Regions from separate parts of the Mus musculus genome. Here regions 2, 3, 4 and 5 are each linked to region 1. Evidence: chromatin contacts called from public HiChIP or PLAC-seq and promoter capture Hi-C data. All regions are on one chromosome and are shown on one strand. Each heading gives the region's core, a stretch centred on a gene start, on an enhancer-like site or on the middle of the called end of the contact. The rest is flanking DNA. Distances are from core to core; before and after follow the strand shown. Region 1 holds the start of Lamtor4 (late endosomal/lysosomal adaptor, MAPK and MTOR activator 4). Region 2 holds the start of Ift22 (intraflagellar transport 22). Region 3 holds the start of Zfand2a (zinc finger, AN1-type domain 2A). Region 4 holds the start of 3110082I17Rik (RIKEN cDNA 3110082I17 gene). Region 5 holds the start of Gpr146 (G protein-coupled receptor 146).

Region 1 (2,536 bases), core at 28-2,527:
GGGTAATGGTTTGTTTGTTGTTTTTTGAGGCTGAGTTACATGTAGTCCAGGTTGTGATTGAATTTGATATGTAGCCAAAGATAAGCCTGAACATCTAACCCACTGTTTCCACCTTCCAAGTGCTGGGACTACACTCTGTTTGGTTTTATGCAGTATTGGGATTGAAGAGAAGGCTCTGTGCATGCTAGGCAACTCATTCTCCGTACTAAGCTACCTCCCCAACCTTTTGGTAATTAGCTTTTATACCACATATCCAAATACTACATAAAGCTTACTATATGGCAAGCAAGGAACCACAGAGAAGACAAAAAGAGACAACTTGGAAATATTTGAAGGGATTTCTGGGCTGTGTGTCCCCAAAGGACCCCCCCACACACACACACACACACACCCTCCACCCCACGCTTTGCTTTCCCACAACGCACCGCCAGCACTGCACCTTCGCTCAGCACCAGGTAGCCAAGCTGGTCTGGGATTCGCTCCAGCCCTTGGGTCAGTGCGGAAGTCTAGAGGGTAAAGAGACAAGGAGAATCATGACAGCCTTGCAAACCCATCTCCCTCCTGGATATGAGCCTTCCAAGGCCCTCATAATGGCTTGTAACACTGAGTCTCCATCCACGGTCACTATTGGACCTCTGAGCTCTTCCACTTGTCATGTAGGTGACCCAGGAGGCCTTCCTAGCCCCTCAACCCCTCCTCATGTCCCTTCCCACTCCAGTCCCCTTATGCCCCGCCCCTTGTGCCATCTAGACTACTCCCCCGCTGCAGAACACCCGGTAGCGGAGCCTTCCTTCTCCAGCCCTCCCTGTCGCTTCCCTCCCATCTCTGTTCCCTTTCGGTCCCAGGGTGGACTGGAGGTGACAGTGAAATGCAAGCCATAAGGTGGCAACAGAAGCTCGGAAAACAGGGACGCGGAACCGCAGGCGTGCACACCCGCGCATGCGTCCACACTCACCATCGCAGCCGTAGGTGCAGTGTAAGCAGTCTGCCGGATAGGTAGTTTCCGGCTCCAGGCTCGGGTCAGGTGGTTTCACCAGCTGACTGTAGCCCAGCCCTTCGCTTGAGGATTGGATGGCGGGTATGTCATTATACTTTATCAACCACTGCGGAGCCCCGCTTTCCGAACACATTCGTGGATTGGTTGCATTTCCCCGCCCCTCAGGATTTGCCTGCGAGAGTTGTCCGGAGAGTCGCGGGGCAGTGTCGCCACACGAACGTGCACTGCTTCTATCCTTTGCAATAGGAATATGCATCTGCCGGTGGCTTCCAAGAAGAAAGTAGAACAGTCCGGTGATGTAAGAGGAGTCTTAGGTGTCACTGTTCAACCTGAAAAGAGAAACTAATGTACCAATGTGAAAGACGATGGTTTGGTTTACACGTGAAAAGCTGTTCACGTGTTAACTTTCTGCCTTGAGTATATGTGTTAAGAGTGGATCGGCCCAAATATGGCTATGAATGAGTAAATCAAATTTGCTGTGTACACACAGTAGTGTAAGATCAATACAAGATGATAATGTCCTGACACCAAATGCAGCTTGAGAATCTCCAAAACAAGAGAAAGCAGGCCAGGGAGATGGCTTCAGAGACCACTCAGCCTTCAGAGGCTCAGACCCAACCAAAAGGACGGGTTGTGAAAGGGCAGGTTCATAAGGCTATATATTATGTGGTCCCATCTATGTAAGACGCTTAGCTGTGACTATTGCCGAATGCTTGTAATCCTAGTTTAAAGCCTGAGAGGCCGAGGATTGGGCTGAATAGGGAGTTCAGTGCCAGACTGAGGCCTGAGCTACCTACCAAGATCCTGATTAAAACACATACACTTCTTGCAAATACAGAAAAACTGAAAGCAATTACTAGTTGGTAGTGGGGCAAGAAAAAATAGGAAGTGCTTATTAATGAGGGTATGGCAGGGCATGTGATTTAAGCTTTTTGGAATTCATATTGAAGTCTGCATATCTTTGTGAATGTGCCGAAGTTACTAAGTTGTACACTAAATTAGTGAATTATATCCCCCACCCCATTTATTTTCAGTGCCAAGAAGCAAAGTCAGGGCCTTATGCATACTGGGTGTGGGTCTGTACCCACAGCACTAAACAAAGAAAGTCGTCCACCCCAAATCATCTTGTAGAAGCAGCAGCTAATTAGAGAAAATGAGGCAAGGCTGTAGCTATCGTTTCAAAACTTGCCTAGCATGCATAGGCCCCAGATTCAATCATCATGACCAAAAAATTGAAGTAGGGCTGGCAAAGTGGCTCAGCGGGCAAAGGTGCTTGGCACCATTGCTCTGAAGTGGGTATACAAATATCAACAGCTGCTTTGTACAATCCAGAGAATGGTCTACAGTAGCCACAATTTTTATTTTGAACGAGTGACTTTATAAAGTGAGTGAGAGAGAGAGAGAGAGAGAGAGAGAGAGAAGCACATCAATTTCCATCAAATCAGGTACTCAAGTATCCAAGTATCCAGCCAAAACTACCTGAGGAAGTCCCTTTAAGACAACTACGAACAGACAGAGTTCTGGGCAGAGCAGAGAGTT
Region 2 (2,536 bases), core at 18-2,517, 1.3 Mb after region 1:
AAGCTGTCTTTCCAGCCCCTCCTTTCTTTTAAGCCTTCTCCTCCTCTCTGCCCCAGGCTAGACTCAACACTCCTATATGGTCCAGACTGGTCTCAAACTTGTGGCAACCCTGAGTGTCTTGTATGCTGAGGTGTCAGGCCTGCGCCACACATGGCTCAATCCTCCTTTGCTTCTGTGCATACTTAGCAACTTCTTTCTCTGACAGGTTTCACGTATCCCAGGCCGGCTTCAGACTTGCTATTGTAGCCCGGGCTGTGGCCTTGAACTGTCAATCATCGTGCCTCTCTACCTTCCAAACCCTGAAACTGAGGCATGTACCACCATGAATGTTTTATATGAAGAGGATTGAACCCCGGGATTCCTGTATGCTAGGCAAACATCCTATCACCCAGCTCTACCCCAGCCTCCTAACTTAGGATTAAAAACATATCTTCACCATATAGTCACCTATGAATGTACATTGGTTCTCATGTTTGGTCCATCAGCCAATAACCTCAGATGAAGATCACATTATTAAGCTAACCTTCTGAGCTGGGACCCAAGGATTTGAACTTTAACCATGTAGGTAATTCCCGAATTCTACTATCTATCTATCTATCTATCTATCTATCTATCTATCTAATTTTGTTATCGGAGACATGTCACATTGTAGCTCAGGCTGTCCCAGAACTCAATACATAGCCCAGGCTGGCCTTAAACTTGTGATCACTCCTCCACTGCCTGCTGAGTCCTGGTATTATTACAGGCATGGGACACTGCACCCAGCTTCCTTCTACAGTTAACTTATTTGCATGTTTAGTTTCGGTCCATCTGAACTTTAATTCGGTGAATCACATATAGAGTGACTTCCTCATATTAATAACCACTTGCTCCAAGTCCCTATATTGAAAATATCTAGTTTTCTAATCTCATGGACACATTCCTTTTGCACGGAAGGTTCGGAGGGGAAGTCATGAGGCGCCCCTTATTTCCGCTGCCCTTGAGACCTGGGTACCTCAATATTCTCCTCCACTACTTGGGAGGGGTGAACTGGATGAAGGCCTGGTCACGGTAGCGCCAGCTGCCGCCCTCAGTGGGGTTGCTGGTACAAAGTTGCACCTCCTGAGAACAACCCCAGTTCTAGGGAGCCCCCGAGCCCTGAGTTACCTCGCAGGGGCCCACGAAGAGGATCTTAGCCTTCAGCATCGCTGTCCGTTAACACGAACCCGCGGAAGCCCACCACCAAAGCGCGCTAAGCTCCCCGCCGCGTCCGCCAGTCTGGGCCGCATGCTCTGATTGGCTGGTCAGTTTCCACGGCGACCGGGAACAGCTGCGCAGTAGCCCAGGAAACCCTGACAGTTCCGGGAGCCTGGAAAAGTGGCCTACGATGGAAGCTGAGGAGGACCAAAAGAGAAAAGGCAAAGCTGGTCCTGCTAACTGCAACCTGAGCGTTCTGGAAGGGGTACAAGAGCCAGGCTCCAACCTGCTTTATTTCTCCCGGTCTTCCTGAACGCTCCATAGATTAAGGGAGCTGCTAAACTTGCCTGGAAAACAGTACTGTGATTTTGGTTTTCTTTTATTTCCGCGGTGGATGCTGGAGATTGAACTCAGGTGGTCATCAATCCTAGGAAAGCGCTCTGTCATTGACACCATATCCCCAGTCCAACTCGCATGTAGACCTGCTGGCCTCAAACTCAAAGATATCCACCTGCCTTTGCCCCCCCAACTTTAATACCATTGAAGGCATGTGTCACCACTCTCGACTCCCAACTTTTTTTTCAATTTAAAAGGTTATATCTATCAATCAATCATCATCTATCTGCGTGTATGTGTGTCCGCCATGATACATATGTGAAGATCAGAGGACAAGCCATAGGACTCAGTTTTCTTCTCCCACCACCATTTCAGGCTTGGTGGTTCCGGCCGTTACCTGATGAGTCACTTTGCAGCCCTGTCATTATTTATTTTGATGCTGAGATTGTTCTTGGCGGCGGAGAAGCTTCTCCAAACCAGTGTGTGTGTTCTTTTGACATTTCGGTCATTCTCTGAGTTTTTTCATATTAAAAACAAAAAAAAAAAAAAAAAAAAAAATCAAAACCTACGCGCGCGTGTGGACACACACACACACACACACATACACACACGTATACAAAAGTGCAGGTGGTTGTGGAAGCCAGAAGGAAGTGCCCTGGAGCTAGAGTTATGGAAGTTCAGTTGCCCAAAATGGATGCTGGAAACCAAAGTCGGGGCTCCTCTGAGAGCAGTCAGTGCTTTAAACTCCGAGCCATCTCCCCAGCCCCGGCTTTCATACTTTTAAGCACCATTATATTAATCGCGGGTGGTTAATTTTATTGCTCTTGTTCCAGAGTGGCAATGTATTACATACATTCTTTCGCATGCATTGAAAAAAAAAATTTAGGGCTGGTGAGATGGCTCAGTGGGTAAGAGCACCCGACTGCTTTTCCGAAGGTCCAGAGTTCAAATCCCAGCAACCACATGGTGGCTCACAACCATCCGTAACAAGATCTGACTCCCTCTTCTGGAGTGTCTGAAGACA
Region 3 (2,536 bases), core at 22-2,521, 1.2 Mb before region 1:
CTGGCCTGATTTTTACTTTCTTATAGCACCTAGGATAATCAGCCTAGGGGTGGTACTACTCGCAAGGAGCTCAGCCCTTCCATATTAATGACTAACTTAAAAGTACTTCCTAGGCCAATCTTATAGAGGTTATTTCCTGAACTGTGGTCTCCTCTTCTCAGTTTATGTCAGATTGAGAAATAAATAAATAATTAATTAAAAACATAAATAATCAGGACAGAGCAGTAGTATTCTGGGTCTATTAGCCTAGCCCACAGATCTTTGGTATTCTCGAGCTTGGGTCAGCAACACTTGAACATCTTTCTTTCTTTTTTTTTTTTTTTTTTGGTTTTTTTCGAGACAGGGTTTCTCTGTGTAGCCCTGGCTGTCCTGGAACTCACTTTGTAGACCAGGCTGGCCTCAAACTCAGAAATCCGCCTGCCTCTGCCTCCCGAGTGCTGGGATTAAAGGCATGCGCCACCACCGCCCGGCTTGAACATCTTTCTTTCTTTCTTTCTTCTTCTTCTTTTTTTTCTTTTTTTTTTTTTAAGATTTATTTATTTATTTATTTATTTAAAGTACACTGTAGCTGTCCTCAGACACTCCAGAAGACGGAGTCAGATCTCATTACGGATGGTTGTGAGCCACCATGTGGTTGCTGGGATTTGAACTCCTGACCTTCGGAAGAGCAGTCGGGTGCTCTTACCCACCGAGCCATCTCACCAGCCCTGAACATCTTTCTTAAATCACATGCATAGTCCGTGCTCCAGCAACTCTGGTAACAGAGATACAGGCATTTTGGGTATCATCTTGTAATTCTTCTGTAGACTGGACCTCACTTTTCCAAGGCATGTTTGTTCAGATGACCTGTCCCTGGCGTTCTGCCTCCCCGAGTCCTGGGATCCTTACAGCTTCACAAATGGGCCATCAATCTGTGCATACCGCGATCCCAGCCCTCAGGGAACTCCTACTGAGACACAGGATTCTCACGTCCGGCCGGGTCCTGTCTCAGGCTCTCAGGTACAGGCAAGCCTGTCACCTCACCCAGAGCTGCCTCACCACGACTCAGCCTAAGCTAGAGATGTTGCCTGACTGTTCTAGAAAATAGGCGGGGGGATAGGGAGGGACGAAAAGGCCGTAGAACTGCTGGATTGGTGACATGTAAGTGACGTCATCACGGCGCCCAGCCCTCTGGGGGTCATAACACGAAGGAATTGGCTGGCCTTCGATGACATTTTGGGCGCGCTGGCGGGCCGACTCTAGATGTTAGGGGATTGGTTGGTGTTGGTGTGGCGTCATCAGAGCGCGCCGGGAACGCCCAGGATGTATGACTCTGGATCTGTCGGCTGGGGATAAATGGCCCAGGCTGCTGCAGGGGCAATGCTACGCTTTCCGGCCTTGAGAGAAGTCGGGCGCTTCGCGGCGATTGGAGCTGCAGTTTCTACTGCGGTGTCACCGGGATAACCACAAAGGGCACCGCTTGTCTGTCTCCGCCTCTGACTACCCGTGAGTGCCAGGTACCGGTGTGGTTGCGGGCCGCTGGGGCCCGGGGAGCTGGTGAACTAGGGGCTGGCGTCTCCGCGCTGTGATTTCTCGTGGCCTGGCCATCAAGGAGTTACTGTCTCAGCACAGTGACATCTCACATCCCCAGGTCAACTGCCCTGAGCCATTGTCGCGGCAGCCAGGCATAGTGGTTGTTGCAGGCCTGTAGTCTCAGCGCTGGGGAGTTGAGTTATTAGATCACAAGCTCCAGGCTAACCTGAGCTAAGTAGTGAGACACACTTTCATGAAACAGTCTACTAGCAGGGCATGGTGGCTCGTGCCTTTAATCCCTGCACTCCAGAGGCAGAGACAGGCGGATCTCCGAGTTGATAGCCAAAGTGATCTACAAAACGGGTTAAGGGACAGCCAGCACTACAAAATAGCGTCTGTCCTAGGCCCCCGGCCCCCTGTTTAAAAAAGGGGGGGGGGAGAAAAGAAACAGTCGGTGGTCATTTGGTAATACGTCACGTGCTGCTTGCTTTGAACAAAAACATTTCATAATGCGGATTCTGTTGTGCACGACTTAAAAGGTTTCCTCCCCGACAGGAATGAGATCCACCCTAACCACTAAATGCAGTAGGAAAGGAAGGGGGAAGGGTGGGAAGTGAATTGGCTTAGAGGTGTTAGAGGTGACGTTTGAGGAAGTGACACTGTAGACTGGTCCTTGACAAGTCAAATAGATGTCTTCTGAAGCCTGAGAGTTCTCAACAAGGAGTAGATAAGAAGTTCCCAGCAGAGAAAGTAATAGAAAGATGTGAAAAGCTCTTTGGGGACTTGACCTGTGGAAAGTGCAAGAGTTTCGAGTCATTTGATAGGTGACAGGACTTGGAGGAGACTTTGCTTCAAGCCTGGTCTCCGGGATGCCAGCCTCTCTGCTTGTCTGTTTCTTGTGGTTAATTAAAGTGCCGCTTGCCTTGATCGGCCCTGGCCTGATGTCATTATGGCGTGTGCACAAAGTAAAACTGAAGGCATGAGGGAGGGAGAGGCAAGGGACAGCCTACTCTGGGGAGCATAG
Region 4 (2,536 bases), core at 13-2,512, 1.2 Mb before region 1:
TCTTAGTTGGCTAGCAGCATCAGCAATAAATCACACCCACTCCATCTGTAATTTTGTCATTTTGAAGCAGGGTCTCACTAAGCCTTGGCTAACCTGGAACACACTATGTAGACCAGGCTGGCCTCACACTTGTAGAGATCCACTTGCCTCTGACCCAATGCTGGAATTAAAGGCTGTTGTGGGGTACTCTGAAGAGAAGACTGCTAGACATGGTTTAAGCCAATAGAAAATCTTTATTAGCTGTCCAGCAACTACACTGGGTGATGGAATCCTAGTGTAGCACTGAGCCTTTTTCCAGGTGATTTTTTAAGCACTAAAACCATGTTCCGAGTTGACACACAGTTAAAAAGAAGAGTAAACCAGAAGTGGAACTAGAGAGGCTGGAAAGCAAGGTTAGTGTGTGTTGAGACTTTCCCAGCACTATATGGACTCTGATGGACTAGGCCCTTGTTTTAGTTTGGGCAGGTGGTGCTGTCTATGTGCTGCTAAGTTTTACAGCCTCATGGTACTTCCAATGTGGAGTCAGTGTGCTAAGGTCTGGTGGCCTACTAAGGTCTATGGCCCTGTTACAAGGCCAGTGACAGCTATGCCAGACCCTTTACATTACTTCTTCACTACTTTGTGTGTGTGTGTGTACACATACATATATTATGAAATGTACATATTTACTTATTTAGTGTGTGTGTGTTTAGAGGTCAGAAGACAGCTTGTGGGAATTGATTTTCCTTCCGATTTATGGATCCTGGACATCAAACTAACGTTACCAAGCTTTACAATAAACACTTTTACCGTCGGAGGCATCTCACTGGCCTTTATGAATCTCGAGAAGACCCCGAGTTTCTGATCCTCCTCCCTCTATCTCTTTGGTGCTGGGATTATAGGCTACAACAGGGTCCGACTTTGAACTCCCTACACAGCGGAGGATAGCCTTGAACTCCTAATCCTTCTTCCTAGCTTCCCTAGGGCTGGGACGAAAGGCGTGCACCTCCAAGCCCGGCACCCCTCGGATATTCTAACTTTACCTGCTGGAATTCTCTGAGAGGTGTTCTATCTGTTCAGCCCAGCACCAGCGGCCAGAATTCGGCCGCACGTGCCCACGCCACCAGGTGTTGCCCTGGCAACTGACTGCGCTCTCAGCTCAGAGAGATGACGCCAATATCCTGCGCCAGGGCTGCGCCCTCCCATGCGGCGGCCATTGGCTGGCTGGAAGATGGACGCCTTCCCGATCCAATGGATAGCGCTGATCTTCTGAGGGCGGGACGGCGCGGAACCTGCTGAGCTGGTGGTGGAGGCGCGTGGCAGAGGTGTGCGAGAGTGGGAGCTGCAGGTGCGTGCTGGGTAGGGTGGGGTGACGGGGGGTTGTCGCATCCGCCCGGGGAGACGCGGTCCTGGGCCGGGCTGTGCGTCTCTGCGCAGCTCTCCACGTGGATTTCCAGAGATCTATTCAACCACCCACCTACCCATTTACCCCTGTTGATACAGGCGACCACTTAGCCATTCGTCCACTCCTCCGTCTACTTAAACGTCCATCCACTCCTCTACCCAATTATCCATCCGTCCACCCACCTATTCATCCAGGCACCCACCCATCCATTCATCTATATCCTTCATCCACCCACCCACTTATTCATGCACCCAACAGTCCTTCCATGTATCCATTCTTACAAGTTGGGTGTGGTGGTACACAGCTGTGGTCTCAGTATCCTGAAGGCTGGGACTGAAAAAAATTGCCGCTAGCTCGGTCTAGCCATGTCTTCTAAATGAGACTCCGTTCAAAAAAAAAAAAAAAAAAAAAAAGATTCTTTGGGTTCCTTTTCTGTATCGGTGTCACTCAAGGCTCTGGGAAGAAACGGGGGCCAGAATAAGAATCCCAGATCTAGGGAGCCCAGGTTTTTGACTGTAGAAGATCTCTTACTAATGGTCTTAGGTACCATGGAGATAATTTAAGGGAGTCTTGTTCCTTCTTTGAGCTTGCTGAGGCATAGTCTTTCTGGTTTCTGCTGCTGCACTGTGTACCCCAGGCTTACCCCCCTGTCTCTGCCTTCCATCTCACCATAGGAGAGACGAGACGACAGATTCACACACTGCATCCAGCTTTTTATGTAAGTCCCAGGAATCGAACTCATATTATCAGGCTTGTTCGGCAGGTGCTTTTACCCACTGAGAACTCCTAGCCCTCTGTCTTCTTATTTCCTTGCTGCATGAAGCAGCAGTCAGTGCCTCTGGATTTCATTTCCTAAAGGACTAGTGACATTGGGCATCTTTTCATGTTCTTCACTGTTTGTTCAAGACCTTTGCCCATTCTAGAGTTTGCAGTGTGTGTGTGTGCCAGAGGTCAACTTTAGGTGGTCCCCAGCAGCCATCTACCTTGTATGTGACAGTGGACTCGACAGGCTAGGCAGGGACGGAACTCAGGTCTTCAGGCTTAGTGGCAAGCGCCTTTACCTGCTGAACCATATTGCTTTCTCCCCCTCCCCCACCACTTCTTTTGTTTGGTTTTTGTTTTGTTTTTTGAGAGAAGGTTTCTCTGTATAGC
Region 5 (2,536 bases), core at 21-2,520, 1.1 Mb before region 1:
TGGCTTCATGTCTCAGTATGTTTGGGTCATTAAAGGAGGGGATTATGCTAGGACATTGTGGGGTAAGGAAGGAGAGAATGCCCAGGGAGCTGCAAGAGTCTCCTCCAGTCTGTGAACCACACAGGCATCCCCTCCCAACTACTCAGCCTACACATTCTGACCTAAATCCCCATGCATCCCCACATTAGGTTTAGCTGGATGTGTCGCAGCTTTCTTCATGAGCCCATTCAAGAGTCACGGGGAGCCGGGCGTGGTGGCGCACGCCTTTAATCCCAGCACTCAGGAGGCAGAGGCAGGCGGATTTCTGAGTTCGAGGCCAGCCTGGTCTACAAAGTGAGTTCCAGGACAGGGCTACACAGAGAAACCCTGTCTCGAAAAACCAAAAAAAAAAAAAAAAAAAAAAAGAGTCACGGGGACACTGATACACTGTACCCTGGGAGCAACCAGAGGTTCTAGTTTGGAAATCTGGACCTTGTGGTTGTTCTTCAAAGACTTACATGGCAGGTTAGGATAATGTGACTGTACCCTTAGTGTAATTATTAATAGTGTTTCCTTGCACTCACAGAGATAGTGCCTGGTCCCCTATGGGTGGAGTGGCCTCAGGACACGTCCAGAGGCGTTTCAATAGGATTAACTTATAGTTCTTTCAAGCTAGCTTAACCCCAGGTTATCAGTGCCTCTGATACATGGAGGTGGACATAGATGTCAGGTTGCTGGATCAGGACGAGAATAGGAATGCAGCTCGCAAGAACATAATCACAGACCGGGGCGCGCTAAATTGGCAGGTGCTGTTCTGGACAGCGGGTACTAAGTTAGTCCTAGTCAGCAAGCCTGAGGACCGAAGAAACTGTATCCCTTCACTTGGGGTTCTAGTTGCTGGTACTGCCTCCCGTGCCCGATGAATGTTCAGGGCCGATGGCGCAAGTTCCGCTATCTCTACGCACGGGTTCCAAATGTCCTGACGCTCTTAACCAACAGAAGGGACGAAGATGGTAACCGTAGCGTCCTAGGAGAGCCCGTCCGCCTCCTCGGGCAGCAAACCCACCGCCCGCCGCGGGTTCAGGACCACACTCCCTGTCCCTGGCGTCCACCCAGCGCAGCCTGGCGCGGTCTCCTCCCGCCTGGAACAGAGCATTAGGGGCTCCCCTCCCCGGGCCCCACTCACCGCTCGCTGGGCGGCGGCCCGCGCACCGGCCGCGGGCGGGCAGCTGGGCTTGCAGGAGGCAGCGGAGCTCACGGCGCGCACGCCGTGGGGGCTGTGTACACACGTGACCCCGTCCCGCCCCCGGGGGCTGCTCGCGTGGTCCCGCCCCCGCCCGCCGAGCAACGCCGTCAGGCCCTGCCCTCTCTCCCGACCCACAGCTCGGTGGCTCCGCCCTTTTCTTGGAACCGGTGCTTAGTTCCCGCAGGCTCCGCCCCCAGTCCGAACGGACAATCCCCTTGGCCAGCCACGGCCGGCCGCCTTAATGCTGGAGGGCGGCGCACCTGCCCCCATTAAAGTTTGTAATTTCCCCGACCTGTGCTTCCCCGGTCCTAGAGGCGTCTAAGTGGAGCTGTCCGGAGAAAACAGCTCCGACCCACTGTGTAGCTGCTGTCCAACATGAAAGTGGGAATGGTGCCATTTAGAGTATTTGCCTAACAGTCAGGAAGCCCGGCGTTTAGTCCTCAACACCACATAAGCCAGGGGTAGTGGTGCGTGCATACATGTAGTCCCAACACTCAGGAGATAGAGCAGGGAGGATCAGAAGTTCAAGGCTGTCCCTGGCTACATAGTCACCTGAAGGGTATCCTGGGATACATGAGATCTTAAAAAACAAAGAGTAACAACAACAAAATACACACACACACACAGATAGCCTAACTGGGCATGATGGTGCCCATCTATAATCTCAGCACTCAAGAGGCAGAGCAAGGACTGCCATAAATCCAAGGCTGTTGTAGCTTACATAGCAAATTCTGGGCCAACTGGGGTTGCAAAGTAAGACTGTCAAAAGTGGGGGGAGGGTCCTGGAGTTGTTGGCCCAATTGCAAGCAGGAGGACCTATGTTTGATCCCTCAGAACCCATGTCAGAAAGGTTGAGTGTGGTAGCATGTGCTTGTAGTGCTAGGGAGGTGGCAGGCGCTGGGGCCCTTTGGGCCAGCCTATCTAACTTTCACATTTCAGGCCACCAACCACCCCCACCCCCAAAAAGCCAACCCTGTCTTATAAAAAACAAGGTGGACAGCACCTGAGGAATGATGGCCAAGGTGGACCTCTGGGCTCCATAGGCACATAATCTAAAATGAAAGTAAACCATAAATAATTGACCCTCAGGATTCCTGGTGAGACTCTGAAGTGTCAGGGTTCCTGGGCCTTCCAGAGGGTTCCTGTGAGGTTTCACTCACAACTGGGGAGTGCTGCTGGTGAACCGAGCACCCTCCTAGTGCAAGGCCCCACTGGCTGCCTGCTCTGCACCACCCGAAGCACAGCACAGATGTTCAGAGTAAGAGGGCCCAGCCGCCGACTCGGCTGCGGGCGGTCCTCCCATTGAGCAGG

Evidence for each region. Promoter capture Hi-C pulls out the DNA fragments that hold promoters and counts their contacts. HiChIP or PLAC-seq counts read pairs in DNA pulled down with a chosen protein or histone mark. Capture Hi-C pulls out chosen DNA fragments and counts their contacts.
Region 2: a promoter capture Hi-C map of liver shows a contact between it and region 1, with 3 times the contacts expected there. The contact joins the promoter of Ift22 here to the promoter of Lamtor4 in region 1. A contact is called at or near these places in 1 of 39 promoter capture datasets (liver) and 1 of 9 other capture datasets (liver).
Region 3: a promoter capture Hi-C map of liver shows a contact between it and region 1. The contact joins the promoter of Zfand2a here to the promoter of Lamtor4 in region 1. A contact is called at or near these places in 1 of 484 Hi-C or Micro-C datasets (B cells) and 2 of 9 other capture datasets (liver and pancreatic islet).
Region 4: a promoter capture Hi-C map of pre-B cells shows a contact between it and region 1, with 3 times the contacts expected there. The contact joins the promoter of 3110082I17Rik here to the promoter of Lamtor4 in region 1. A contact is called at or near these places in 8 of 39 promoter capture datasets (the C10 cell line, the HPC-7 cell line, cranial neural crest and 4 more) and 1 of 9 other capture datasets (liver).
Region 5: a FOXA1 HiChIP or PLAC-seq map of pancreatic cancer cells shows a contact between it and region 1. The contact joins the promoter of Gpr146 here to the promoter of Lamtor4 in region 1. A contact is called at or near these places in 1 of 484 Hi-C or Micro-C datasets (the G1E-ER4 cell line) and 1 of 115 datasets of contacts at active chromatin or transcription factors (pancreatic cancer cells).

Annotation. Positions count from the first base shown.
Region 1 is chr5:138,254,223-138,256,758 of GRCm38.p6, reverse strand. Lamtor4 (late endosomal/lysosomal adaptor, MAPK and MTOR activator 4) reads right to left here and starts at 1,277. Exons shown (of 4, transcript NM_001081108.2): 1 at 956-1,277; 2 at 426-506. The coding sequence starts at 958.
Region 2 is chr5:136,906,881-136,909,416 of GRCm38.p6, reverse strand. It overlaps Ift22 (intraflagellar transport 22), which reads right to left and starts at 1,267. Exons shown (of 5, transcript NM_026073.3): 1 at 1,147-1,267. The coding sequence starts at 1,185.
Region 3 is chr5:139,483,226-139,485,761 of GRCm38.p6, reverse strand. It overlaps Zfand2a (zinc finger, AN1-type domain 2A), which reads left to right and starts at 1,271. Exons shown (of 7, transcript NM_001159908.1): 1 at 1,271-1,485.
Region 4 is chr5:139,459,260-139,461,795 of GRCm38.p6, reverse strand. It overlaps 3110082I17Rik (RIKEN cDNA 3110082I17 gene), which reads left to right and starts at 1,262. Exons shown (of 5, transcript NM_028469.3): 1 at 1,262-1,327.
Region 5 is chr5:139,379,373-139,381,908 of GRCm38.p6, reverse strand. Gpr146 (G protein-coupled receptor 146) reads right to left here and starts at 1,270. Exons shown (of 2, transcript NM_030258.5): 1 at 1,166-1,270. All of the region lies in intron 2 of 3110082I17Rik (RIKEN cDNA 3110082I17 gene), which reads left to right.